Regions from separate parts of the Pan troglodytes genome. Here region 2 is linked to region 1. A link is a contact called in public Hi-C data. All regions are on one chromosome and are shown on one strand. Each heading gives the region's core, a stretch centred on a gene start, on an enhancer-like site or on the middle of the called end of the contact. The rest is flanking DNA. Distances are from core to core; before and after follow the strand shown. Region 1 overlaps TRPC4 (transient receptor potential cation channel subfamily C member 4). Region 2 holds the start of TRPC4 (transient receptor potential cation channel subfamily C member 4).

The links. A called contact is a pair of places that touch in the nucleus more often than the background predicts.
Region 2: a contact with region 1 is called in a Hi-C map of stem cell-derived neural progenitor cells, with 7 times the contacts expected there. The contact joins the promoter of TRPC4 here to the enhancer-like site in region 1. A contact is called at or near these places in 4 of 7 Hi-C or Micro-C datasets (blood, induced pluripotent stem cells and stem cell-derived neural progenitor cells), 1 of 1 datasets of contacts at active chromatin or transcription factors (stem cell-derived excitatory neurons) and 1 of 1 other capture datasets (stem cell-derived neural stem cells).

What each region holds. Positions count from the first base shown.
Region 1 is chr14:36,756,695-36,762,942 of NHGRI_mPanTro3-v2.0_pri, forward strand. The region is part of intron 8 of TRPC4 (transient receptor potential cation channel subfamily C member 4); the gene reads right to left. Among named protein-coding and RNA genes, the nearest start is that of POSTN, 46 kb to the left of the region's middle. Within about 2 kb of position 3,492, at least 3 of the 24 cell types and tissues checked have an H3K27ac peak or open chromatin away from gene starts, as enhancers often do. A contact at or near this core is called in stem cell-derived neural progenitor cells and stem cell-derived neural stem cells, where this site is marked.
Region 2 is chr14:36,975,160-36,982,027 of NHGRI_mPanTro3-v2.0_pri, forward strand. TRPC4 (transient receptor potential cation channel subfamily C member 4) reads right to left here and starts at 4,662. Exons shown (of 11, transcript XM_509635.6): 1 at 3,962-4,662.

The DNA of each region.
Region 1 (6,248 bases), core at 2,242-4,741:
TTTGATTAATAATGTGATTTAATAGCCTTTTAAAAATCTGATTCTCAAAGCTTGTGCATAGTAGGACACATATTACGATTACCTCTGAGAAAGTAAAATAATATACTTACATTTAACTGTGTCCCTTTGCATGATTTTGATGGTAATTCATGCTTGTGGAGCATTTCCTTCAGCTAAATCGTTAGATGCCTTCAGCTTTGGCAGTAGAGAGGTTTAGAGGTAGGAAAACGTGCATGTAAGTGATAGAGTAAGAGAATAGTTCTGGTAAATTTGGATAGATGTGACCCAGACTCTGTAGGCAGTCATCTTTGGAGGAGCCCAGAAGTTTTATGAACTTTTCGGCATGACATTGAATTTTTGCTATGACCCTAATGAGACAGCCATATGTGAGCATTGATATAGAAACTCCGAGGAAAATTCAGAGGTCATAGCAAAAGAGAAAGCTGGCTAGGGGTTCCTGCCCAGCAGAGCTGTGGAATGTACCTCCTACAACATGTCGCTACTGAGGAGCCACTCTGATTTGGCATCTCATTTGGTCGAGTTACAGAGCAGAGTCTCCAGGCCTGGGGATGGGAGTTCCATCTTTGCCTTTGTCTCTGGCTGAGCTCAGGGATATGTCTCTTCAGGGACTCAGGATGATTTTCATGGGTTGAGGCAAGGAGAAGCCTACTTCTAGGGAATGCAAGATATTGGGGAAGCTGGTTGTCTACCTCAGATCTCAGTTTTTTCAGTGTAGGAACCTTGAGTTGGGAGAAATTGTTTACACTCTTGGTGCCAGGCAGATTGAAGAGAAGGGCATCCTGTATATGGAAATACGATTCTTTCTTTTTTTTTTTTTTTTTGAGATAGAATCTCACTCTGTCACCAGTCTGGAGTGCAATGATCTCGGCACACTGCAACCTCTGTCTCCCAGATTCAAGCCATTCCCCTGCCTCAGCCTCCTGAGTAGCTAGGATTACAGGTGCATGGCACCACACCTGGCTAACTTTTGTATTTTTAATAGAGACGGGGGTTTCACCATGTTGGTCAGGCTGGTCTCGAACTCCTGACCTTGAGATCCGCCTGCCTCGATCTCCCAAAGTGCTGAGATTACAGGCGTGAGCCACAGTGCCTGGCCAGAAATACGATTCTTTTACCATGTGCTAGGAGTTTTTCATTTCTCTGTGACCCCTAGATGGGCTTTGCCTCCTATCTGAGTCCTGGGATATTTCTGGTGATAATCCTGGCACTGTATATTTGGGTTTGGTTTTCCATGGCAGGGAGTAAAGCCAGCTTGTCTCAAGGCTCCATTTTGGAATTAGAACTCTCTTAACTTGTAGGGCTAATTTAAGGTATATTTATTAAATGACTACATGTGTATGGCAGTGGAGTGCAAGAAACCAGAGATGAATAAAGCACACTTTTGCCCTTAAATGGCTTATAGTCCAAAAGGTGGATTGCCAAGATCATGAAAGACTACACATGAAGGCAAATACAAAAGAAAACACGGGAAGTGCTGTAAGTGTGTTATTTGAGTACAGGGGAGAAGGAGGTAATACTGTGTGAAGGAAAGAAGCCGTAACAGCCCTCTTATAGAGAATGCGGTATTAGATGGGTCATGAAGGAATCACAGGATTAGGACAAGGGGAGGTGCACAGGTGTTCTAGATGATTGGAGTAGGATGAGCAAATATGCTAGGGTTAGAAAGTGAGAGGCACATTATGGAGACTTCTGGCAGGATAGTTGCAAAGTCTTTGCTACTGGGAATATACAGATTAGATTGTAGTGGGAAGTTAGCGTGGACTCTTAATGTAGAATTTCAGATGGCACATGAATCCAGTGGTTACTAGGCACCTGGGGATTTTGACTAGTTGAGTGACATGTGATGAAAGTGTAATTTCATTGATAGTCATCTAGCAGCAGCACCAAGTGGGAATGAGACTTCCTAGCTTCTGGTGGTGGCTGTTAATTCTTGGAGTTCTTTGGCTTGCAGGTGCCCATCTGCAATCTCACATGGTGTTTTTCTTGGGTCTCGGTCTTCACATGGCCATGTTCTTACAAGGACCCTATTCTAGTATAATCTCGCCTTAACTAAGTATGTCTGCAATGATCCTATTTCCAAATAAGGTCACAATCTATGTATAGGGGATTAGGACTTCAACATATCTTTTTTGAAGGGGCATACAATTCAACTCATAATATATGTACTCTTTGCAATAAACATCACAATAATTTTTGGCAATTAGTGACACCATTGAATATTACACAATAGAACTACCATCAATTATATTGAGGACATTCATATCCTTTTTTGTTGGGTAAAGATCAGCTGAACTTCAAAGGGATTTGTTACCTTAAGAGAAGATTTTTTTTCTTATAATTATCACTGGAAATGACCGAGAACAGGAGAAATGAACAATTTGTGATTAAAAGTAATATAATGAAAGCCATTTCATTTAAAAATACCTAAGTGGGCATTTAGCTTTAATACCTAAGAAAATGGGTATTTAATTTTCTTTCAAGCCATTTGCATGTTAAACGTTGACAGAGTAATCTGCATTAACTGTGTTCTCTAATTTTACTAAAAATAATAACTTAGGTAGAATTATAGCATGGTAGACCTGTGTTAGGAGTAAAGGATTTCTCAGTGAATGAGCTCAAGTGTACAATATCACATAGAAATTTCTGGAACTTGTGGCCGGGCGCGGTGGTTCACGCCTGTAATTCCAGCACTTTGGGAGGCCGAAGAGGGTGGATCACGAGGTCAGGAGCTCAAGACCATCCTGGCTAACACGGTGAAACCCCGTCTCTACTAAAAATACACAAAAAAATTTGCCAGGCGTGGTGGCAAGCGCCTGTAGTCCCAGCTACTCAGGAGGCTAAGGTGGGAGAATGGTGTGAACCCGGGAGGTGGAGCCTGCGGTGAGTGCAGATCGCGCCACTGCACTCCAGCCTGGGCAACAGAGCGAGACTCCATCTCAAAAAAAAAAGAAAAAAAAAAAAAGAAAGAAATTTCTGGAACTTGCATTTTGCAGCTTTTTTTTGTTAAACTAGATTGGTTGTGAGTTGTGTTTAAGACAGAAAAAATGGATTTTATGACAAATCAAGGACTTTTCTTCCTTAACTGAGTGTCTAGGAAAAATATTTTAGAAGAAGTTCTCCTTAAGTTGGCACTTTTCTTCACAAACTACATCAGAAGTCACTAGACTGTGTGTGGAATATTCCTTGGCAAAGTAGCTTTCAAGGAGAAGATGAGGGCATACCTGTTGCCACATTAGCATAATTCACAGTTTGCAGGTTCCTCCTAATTTGTTAGGGCAAGACAATGGCAGTGTTTGGATCAGAGAACTCATGTTAAAGAGAAAGACCATCTAGTGAGAAACTGCTGCTGCTGCAAGGAAACTCTGGAATTTCAATAGAAGTTTCAGGTTTCTTTAGAGCAGGGAAGATTTTGCAGCTAGAAAAGAGAGGTCTCTGGAGAGTGAGCTGTGACATTTTGTCACTCTTATCTCCGGTTCTCTCCAGGTCCACTATGTGGAATGTCACACTCACTTCATGTAGCTAGTCCCTGCTGTCAATTTTCAATGCCATTTTCTCTCATTTCCACTCTGGTTTTGGTCTAGCAGTGAATTTTAAGCCCATGAATTATGCCTTTTAGTCTTTGCTTTGCTCCTTGAATTCCTTAAGCCATGCAGCTTGCTGTGTTCTTCTCCTTTCACGAAAACTAAAAAGGCAAGAGGGCATTCCGGGATGTGATCCCTTTACAAAAAAATTGCAGTTTGGCTTCTTTGCAGATGGATCTACATATTGTTCTCTATAAACAGTCTTTCTGCACCCTTATAGCATACATCTGCTTACTGCTTTTCATGAACACATTTTCTAAGCATATCAAAATAATTCACGTGAAATGCCTGAATGTTGTATTGTCAAACCAAATATTCAGGAACTCACTCTTGAAATACCAAGAATATCAAGCAATTAATTTCTATATATCCCCGCTGGGGAAATAAAGTTTCATCAAAAGGCCCTGCCAACAAATCTTGCAGCAGTAATTTAGGAATCCGGAGACACTCACGGATGAAAACTGTCATATCTGTAAGATTTGTCATTAGGCCTACTAAGTGTCCTAAAGATTAGGGAGCAATACATTTTGACAAATTGCCACTATAAATGAAGTCTGAGAGGCATGTACTATAAGCATTTTTTCTTTAGTGATGATAGCTGTTGCTAATCTATTCACAGTTTCTAATTTCATTTGTAGTGACTTAACTGGGCATATTTCTGGGGCAGCTAGTCAGGCTTGAATATTCCACCTGTATCTCAGGGCTGTGTGATGCTCAGAGTGATCTTCCAGAGACCATCCTGCCTCCTGTTCTTCTCACCATGTGCTTGAGAGAAAACCAAAAAGTGGAAAACATAAAACTAAGGAAGTTAAAAACATTTTTTATGATTTTATCAAAAGAACTAGTATTTTTTTTTGGTTCGGTATGGTAACATATAAATGTAAACATTTCGTTTAGAAACCTAGTCTGTGACATTAAATATGTCTCACATTAATTAAATGCTTTGGGGAAGTATTGTATTATAATAGCATCTTCGTACTTGAATTAAATGGATCGGGACTTTTTGAGCAACAGCATGAAGCCTGGCTTCGTTTTAGCTTAAAAAGCTCAGATCTACTAGGTACTCACACGAATTAAAGATTAAAAAACTTCAAAAAAATTGTGGTAGATACCAATGCTGTCTTGAATAGAAATGTCTAGTTAAAGTTGTAAACTGGAAATGCTTGTTAAAATGGAGACTCCTGACAATTCTTGTATGCTAAAATATTTGAGAACAAATGCTGTAATGATAAGAAGGGTATTTGCTGATAAAATGAGGTTAAACAAAACATTTGACAGGAAGCAATGTCAAAAACACAAGTTAAGAGTGTGTTTCTTATTTGGATAGGCTGCCTTTTTCGTGAGATTTTTATAATAGCCCAGAGAGGAAGTATCTCTCAATAATGGGTTTGCTTTCTATCACAAATGTTGTGCTCAATAATACAGCAGTTCTGCTTCATTTATGCTTTCTCCCATAAAGCAGTCAAGTGAAAGATTAATTTACCTGGAACTCCCAATCAACCATTAAATGAAGTCCAGAGTTACAAAGAAATACGAATTAATGAGTTTTCAGAGCTAGTTGTATCAGTATTACTGGGAAGCCATAAATAGCACGATAAGATCATCAATAATGGGCTCCTAGAGAGTGGCCAATGTAGCAACCCTGAAGAGTACTGGTTTCCCAGGCATTTCCTGGGAACGTGAATGGAATGAGCAGCAGAGTGACATTTACTCAAAGGCTGGGTGACGAGTGTCAGTAAGTGAACTACAAATGGGAAGGTTACAGAAAAATACTTCAAAGAATGAAGTCACTTCCAGTGTAGCTTGAATTTTCTGCTTCAAAAATGCAGCATAAAGATAAGCAAGTTGAGGATAAGGGCAGAAGGTAAACCAGCCTGGTAAACAAGGGATTCGGGACACAGGAGTCTAAGAGGCAGCTGAAAACAATGATAGGATCTGCAAAGGCTGCTGAGAACAATCAAAAGACACAACAGTGAAGGTATTGCTGCATGTTCACCAGACTTCTCAGGGAAATAAGAGAGGGTGATGGAAAGCAGTTTGAACTGGGAAACAATGGAAGACCCAGCAATTTTCCCCTGCTCTGTCTCTAAGAAAGCATGAGACAATGGGCAAAGTAAACAGGTTATCTTTTAAAAGAAATGGTTGAGCTAAATGATATCTAAGATCCCTTTGGGGTATAATGGTATATTCTAAGCCATGTGCTAGTTTCACAAAGTGACTGTCACTGTTCCTTAAATGTCACCTTTTAATTAATAGTTGTTTGTGTATCTCATTGTCTTTGTATGTCCACATAATAAACTATCAGGAGGATTAACCAAGTTGAAATAAATTCACAGAAAAATTAATTACTTTTGATATTACTTTCTCAGTTAACCCCTCTTTTAATAATACAACCATCTTAATTTATATCTCATTTATCTTATACATTTATTTATTTATTTATTGAGACGGAGTCTCACTCTGTCACCAGGCTGGAGTGCAGTGGTGCGATCTCGGCTCACTGCAACCTCTGCCTCCCGGGTTCAAGCGATTCTTCTTCCTCAGCCTCCTGAGTAGCTGGGACTACAGGCACGTGCCACCACGTGCAGCTAATTTTTGTATTTTTGGTAGAGACAGGGTTTCACCGTGTTGGCCAGGATGGTCTCT
Region 2 (6,868 bases), core at 3,412-5,911, 220 kb after region 1:
TATAATATTTTTAAAATTCAAGAAACAAATAGCTGAAAAAATGAATTTATGAAACTTGTTAAAAGATTATTGATTGTATTTTAGAAACCACAGGAATTAAGTAAAAAGAGTGTAGTCTTTACCATCAGGTAGACGTAGTACCTGATAGTAAAATTTGATATACTTCAAATCCTGCCTTCCCACAAAGCAATTTTGTGATTTTCATAAATTTCATCTTTCTCAGGTTGTTAAAATGTGATAATACTTCAGTTTCAAGGTAGATGTTAAGATAACAATGAAAAATACCTTTCGTTTTCAAAGTTTCTCACATAGTGCCAAGTGTACATTAAATTCTCATAAATATTGGCCCATTTTCCCTCTTTTCTTTTTTCACAATAGGTCCTGTTTCAGGTAAATTTCAACTCTTGATAGTATTTGCTTGAAGTAATTTTTCAACATATTTCAAAATCTAACAGCAAACCACAGACAGAATATAATTAATGAATATCTGATTCATTTAATTTCACTGTCATTTCTCAAAAAGAATGCAGTGTGCTAGATAAAGCTATCAAGGCATATTTTTAAATTAATGTTTTAATTAACATTTCTAATTTTATATGTAACACTGTGTCCATGTGTCACTTAGTGTCTCTCAAGAAGTCATTATTCTATGACACTGCTATATTTTTAAAAAGGGAGATAAAACATACACTAATATTAATAGGATATTACATACAGTTTAGTTACAATAGTAGATCAAGTTCTGAAACTATTTCTTTCTTATTCTATTAAAATTAAACAACTTTCAGGAGGGTCACTTAGATTTTTTAAACATTTAAATACAGCACTTAATTTGCTAAATAGTTCATGAAACCACATGGTTTTGAATTAATACATTTTCAATGTGCATGCCTTCAATTTTCAGTTTCCCAAATAAATGGTGTCTTTCCCTAAATGTATTTTTTGCATCATAAAGTTATTTTGGTAATACTAATGTTCTCAAAAATTAGGTCTATATTTGTGCTGATTAAAAAGACACAGCCATGATATTATATCCCTGATCAAAATATTCTCAAATCTCTTAAAATATTGCGGGGTCAATGCCTCTGGAAGGATGAGAAATAGAAAACATGAGTAGTGAGATAGTTCTAAATCAACTCTTCATTATAACTATATAGAAACAAATTCCCAATTAAATTTGGGTTGAGTCGAACCAGTTTTAATGTTTATTTTGGGGGGGGGTATAGGGTATAAATTAGGTGAAAAGGCAAAGTTTTTATTTTGAGCTGTCTCCTCAACCTCATTTTTAATGAGAACCAAATAATCATGGTGGGGTTTCCATAGGCATTAAAGAGGTCAATAACACTGGTTCCAATTGAGTCTAGGCAATTCAATTTCTAAAGTCAAAGTGCACATTAGAATTTGATTTCATAAGCTATATGGCAATGATGGTTTTGGAAAAAGGAAAATTTAATAGTTTATTGTATTTTCCCTTTACCTGACATTATTTTCAAAAATACAACAATCATATTTTCATAAAATATTCAGTCCCTAATTTTATAGTTCTAGCTACTGCTTAGTATTTCTCATATATCTATCTTTACTTATATATCTATACTAACTTTAAGCACTGATAGTTACAATACTTACTATTGAACAAATGTGTGCATATTTTTATTTTTGTTCCAATATATGCATCGATCAGAAAAGAGAAATTATTTCAGTTTTCAGCTGCTAACTATAATGCTGATCATCTGAACTGTTATAAATAATCCTGGCAATTAAACATGCAGGTATAAAAATATAACAGACTATTTCCAAAAATATACACTTAAAATTAGTTTTAATTCAGTGGGGTTAAAATCAGTGCATCTTAAAGGGGGTTATTATATTTCAATACAAATGTAATTGTCTTTATCACAGGGTATGCTGATAGCATTTGACTAGATGATCAGATGTTTATTACTTTGAAATCATAAAAGAAAAATTAAAAATAATGATTGTCATTGTTTCTATCTTTCATCTACAGTTCAGAAACAGCAATTTTTCTAAGCTTAGTTATTACAGTGAAGTTTATAACAACATCTAGTTCACAAAAATATTGATAGACACAGCCATCCAAATATTGAAAAATAGCCAATCTAACTTCCAGATTCCTTACCAATTAAAATGATGTAATAGTTTATAAACATAAGTTGTTGTTTTTTAATATTTATTTAGCTTTGGATTCCTAAATGAGGATGTTGAAACAGGTAACTTTTCAGTCCTATAGATGGCTGTAGTTCTCCATGGAGCATAAGTTAGAAAGTTAGTTTGAAATGTGTGTATAGAATAAGACATTAAAATTTCCGCTAATGAGAAAGAATATAAGGATTGCTTCTGTTATTTCCTATTAATACACAGTATGAATCGATTAAGGTTATTTTATATGAAAAGTTATTTGGTCTCTTACCGGTCTAATAATTAAAATAGCTATAAAATTCAAAGAGAACTTTAACTCTGTCATAGACTTTTTAATGCAGTTTTATCTTGACCTTTTGGAAATAAGTGCAACAGAAAAATAAATAATATAACCATTACAAAATTTTAAAGGTTATAAGTAATGAAAATCTATTCCGACTCATATATCTTTCAGAATGACCAGTGAGCAAGTAAATTGAAATTGATCTTATTGCTTTTTTTTTTCCCCCTTAAACATTTAAGAAGGATGTTTTCTGGACAATAGTGTCCAGGTGAATAAAAAAGTAGGCGCTACAAATGTAACTTTAAATAGCAAACCCAACACAATGATGAAGATTTCAACATTTTAACATCTCCACCCACTCTTACTCTCAATGTCTAATTTAGAGTTTTACCAAAAACACCCCAAACCAAAAAACCCTCCAGTAAACCTTTTGCTTAAAGAATTTGTAATATTCTTTGTGCTGTGATTATGTACTGTGAAAGGAAAGGCAGAAATTATATGAGCTCTGAGAGGCGGTGTTTTATTAAAACTGAAAAAGTTTTACAAGTCTGTCTTTTTTTTTTTTTTTTAATAAAACAACTAAAGCTTCCTTCTGTCTCCTCCTACTCCTTTGGCTTGGTGCTTACTCCTTAAGCAACTTGCTGCATTTTCTAGCTATGGAATTTCACTGGGAAGGGCCTCCCTAAGAAGCCATGTGAACAGGGATACACCATAGTGGATACACCATAGTGAATGCAGGCAGACAAGATAAGAGATCCCTTTCCTCAGCTCTCCTAAATCCTCGATGCCTTTCCAGTATTCTCTTGTCTCTAGTCGCAAAAGACAGCTGACTTCACAGCTGGAACAACAAGTTGTGCAGTGAATCCCAGTGATTTAACCAAGTAGCAAACCGGGTCATTGGCTTCATTGGCTTCATTGGAATCTCGGTTGCCAGGCGAACTAGGAATCACTAGCCTGGGTCGGGCAACACGGATAAAAGTGTTTCTGTTTCTTGACAGAGAATGAAAACGACGCAGAATGTAATCGATCGGTAGAATATTGATCACTCTCCTTCCTTCGTTACCCTACTTTAAGTGCCGGAGAGCTAAGGCCTCACTTATATGCACCCAGATGCCCCCGAGATCTCCATTTTCCCCAAATGCATAAAAGGCTAAAAACGGCCACATTCCCCAGCACCACGGCGTGGCTGCAGCTCCTTTGTTTACCATATAAGTCACACCGGGGGTTCACTCCTCGCCCTCTCCCCTGCTTTAAAGCCGAGTGCGGCGGAAGACTGAGGAGCACCCCCAAACTCCTGCTCAGCCCGAGTCAAGCACCGAAAGCTTCACAGGTTTTTTTCCTGAGCCTTGAAGAGAAACCACATAGCCAGAACCTTTTGAACTCCTAACCCCGCGGGGATGTCCGCCTCCCAGAAGAGAGCCGGCTTCCCAGGCAGCTTAGGAAACTTAACCGAGATCCCAGAAAGAAGGCGAGGTGTAGCTCCGGTCGAACGGAGCCCCGAGGCGACATCCTCTTTACCTGCAAAGTTGCAATCTTCGGGCTGAAGTGACGGGATCCGAGGACGGACGGCGCGGGTGCCGTGCGGGGTGAGAGCACGCCCGGCAAATTCCAATGGAATTCCCTTAGTCGCTGCTGAGTTTTGGAGCATTCCAAGGAAAACGAACGAAGCTGGAGCCCACGCAGCTGGCACCGAACTGGGCGGAGTGAGGATGCTCTGAAAGCGAAGCCATGGGAGGCGGGGGAGGGGCGGCCCGGGAGGGGGAGGTAACCGCCAGGGGAGGAGAACCTCTCCCACCCCCGCCTGCACCGATCCCTCTGGATAAAGTTAAGAGTTCCCACGGCTGACAGCGGATGAGCCCAGAGAAAGGCACCCCGCCCTCCGTCCCTGGTGGCTGCCGGGCTCGGGGTCCGCACAGACCGCGCTGGAAAGGGATAGTCCGGGAAGATGCGCGTCCCACGCACCACACTGCTTGGAGGTGGAGGAGACCCGCGCGCTGGCAGGAGCTGACGCTGCGTCCCCAGCTTGTCCCCCTCGAATAGCCTCCACCTACCGGGGCCAACTGCTTGAGGTCAGCCAGTGGGCAGGGGAGCTCACCACCAGCCAGCCGTCATCCAACCAAGTCGGTGGCGAGAATCCACCCTGTGGTCCTGGATGCAAGCCAGACACACCTCCAGGCTTAGGGCGGTCTCTGCAGGCGTGTTGGACTTCAGTGCGCTCCGACACCCAGCTTTTGAATGCCCTGCTCCCAGCCCGGTAAACAAGCACCCATGAGGCCCGCCGCCCGACCGGAAAAAAGTAGTCCCCTGCAACTCTCAAAGCTTCTCCCACTCCCGCTTCTCTGGGCGACTGGCACCCCCTCTCCTGTCCTCAAGGTGTCAGACTTCCCTTGCAAGAGCTGGAGGATGCGGCTTGCCACTAGTGTCAACAATCAAAACAGTCGCAATGAATAAATGATGAGCCACAGCGTTCCAACCACCCTCATCCAGCTTGGTCTTTCCAAAAGGCATAGGAAATCAGCAAGTTTCCACCAAATATACCAAAACCCTAAGACGCGAGCCAGCCCAAGGGTGCAAGGTTCTGCGGCTGCAGGTGATGTGCGTGTGTGCGAGTGTGTGCGAGTGTGTGTGTGCGCGATACTGGTACCATCTTACTGAGAGTGAGATTTCAAGATAAACGTTATCTCTTGTCCAATCTCTTTAGTGTTCACATATGAAAATAAGATTAAAGTACAGAGAGGAATACACACACACACAAACCACACACACACTATTGGCAAAGTTGGCAATAACACTTGCTGTAACTGCAACACGGTGATTCCCAGCTTGTCACTCGGAAAGTCTTAATTGGTTGTGACCCCATGACCCAGAGAAAGATAGAGTTCACGTGTAAGATAGAGAGTGGAGCCCTTGAGGAATCCTAGCTGGCAATTACCCTCCTCGAGACTCTGTTTCTACCTGATTGCCGTTATTTTCTGAAAGCCCTGAGGTTAGCTGCTGGTCTCTGATTGTGTCCCAGCAGACGCCTGATTCAGCTTCCAGTCTGCGCAAAATCTTAGGAGAAACCGTTTTCTCCTGTCCCAACCACGTTGTTACACCTGGGAAGCTGTGCTGTGCCGACTGCAAGGAGGACCAGTTTCTTCCCATGGAATATTCCCAAGGAATATAAAGTGACAAACTGGCATCCATATTCAGACTCTAAAGCACAAAATTAAAGAATTTCCTTTTTTATCTTCCCCTACCCACTTCAGAGTTCACATGAGTTGAGGTTTTTGTAAATAGTTTTCACATGAGTAAAGAGGATATTACCAGAGATCACACTGGGGTAACTGTGCATGCTGCTTTTTTTTTTTAAGTCACTTTTCTTATTTGTTAATTTATCTTTCTCCCTGCCTAACTGCTCCTCTGTGGGTTTGTTCCCAGCTCAGCTAGACCCCTATTCTAAATTTCTGAGAGCACTACCTCTAGTCCTTCCCAAAATACTAAGATACATTGAGATAAACCTGGTTTCTACAATGCTTCTGCAGTAAACAAAGGAGAGAACGACAGAAGGCTTTTTTCCTTCCTTGAATCTCTTTTTACTCTTTACTACAAGAAGAATATATTGACAGGTTTAAACAGTTCTTTACTTTTCTTAACATTAAATGATGGCTTTTAAAAATATGCAAAATGTATCTATCAGTAGACAAGGTAATAACTTTATAATAAATTCAAGTCCACTTTCTAACAAGGGAGGGGAGACTGTAAACATATATATGGAAATCTATTTTATTTAATGGAACTATAAGTATTTTTGTGACATTTATTGACAATGTTTCTTCTCAGCCTGAAAAACAAAATTCTACATATTGTGTTTGAGTTTATATCTTTGAGATCAACCCGTGGTAGATAGAATTCCACATACTGAAATGAGTATAGGTCTTTATAATGCATATTAAAATACATGCAAGAGAAAAGCTGATCAGTGACAAACTTGTCCATTGTTTAGAAGTGATGAACTTTACTTTGCAACCTTAGCATCTGTACCAAGTTAGATGCTCCTGCCCTCTAAGGATTTGTTCTTTATAGCAAATGTTATCTCTGTCATGATGTCAGCAAAGAGATATTATACCAATTTTTTCTAATTTGTTATTTCTTTCCATAAAAAGGTGCCTATGAAACTGCAATAAATATGTAACAGAAAAGAACACCAAGGAGAGCACTATATATGTCAGCCATCTGAGCAGGCTGTATTCCCATGGAAAGAAGAATTTGTGTTGATCACTGAGCCTCCTTTTCAACAGTTTCATGTGATTATTGATTGCTGGTCTCAGGTCTCCTACAAAATGATTAGCAATTACAGGAAAATTATTTGAAATCTGTTTAAACAATCTGGTGAATTGCATATACTACAGTCATTAGCAATCCAAAGAGTTTATTTTTAACAAT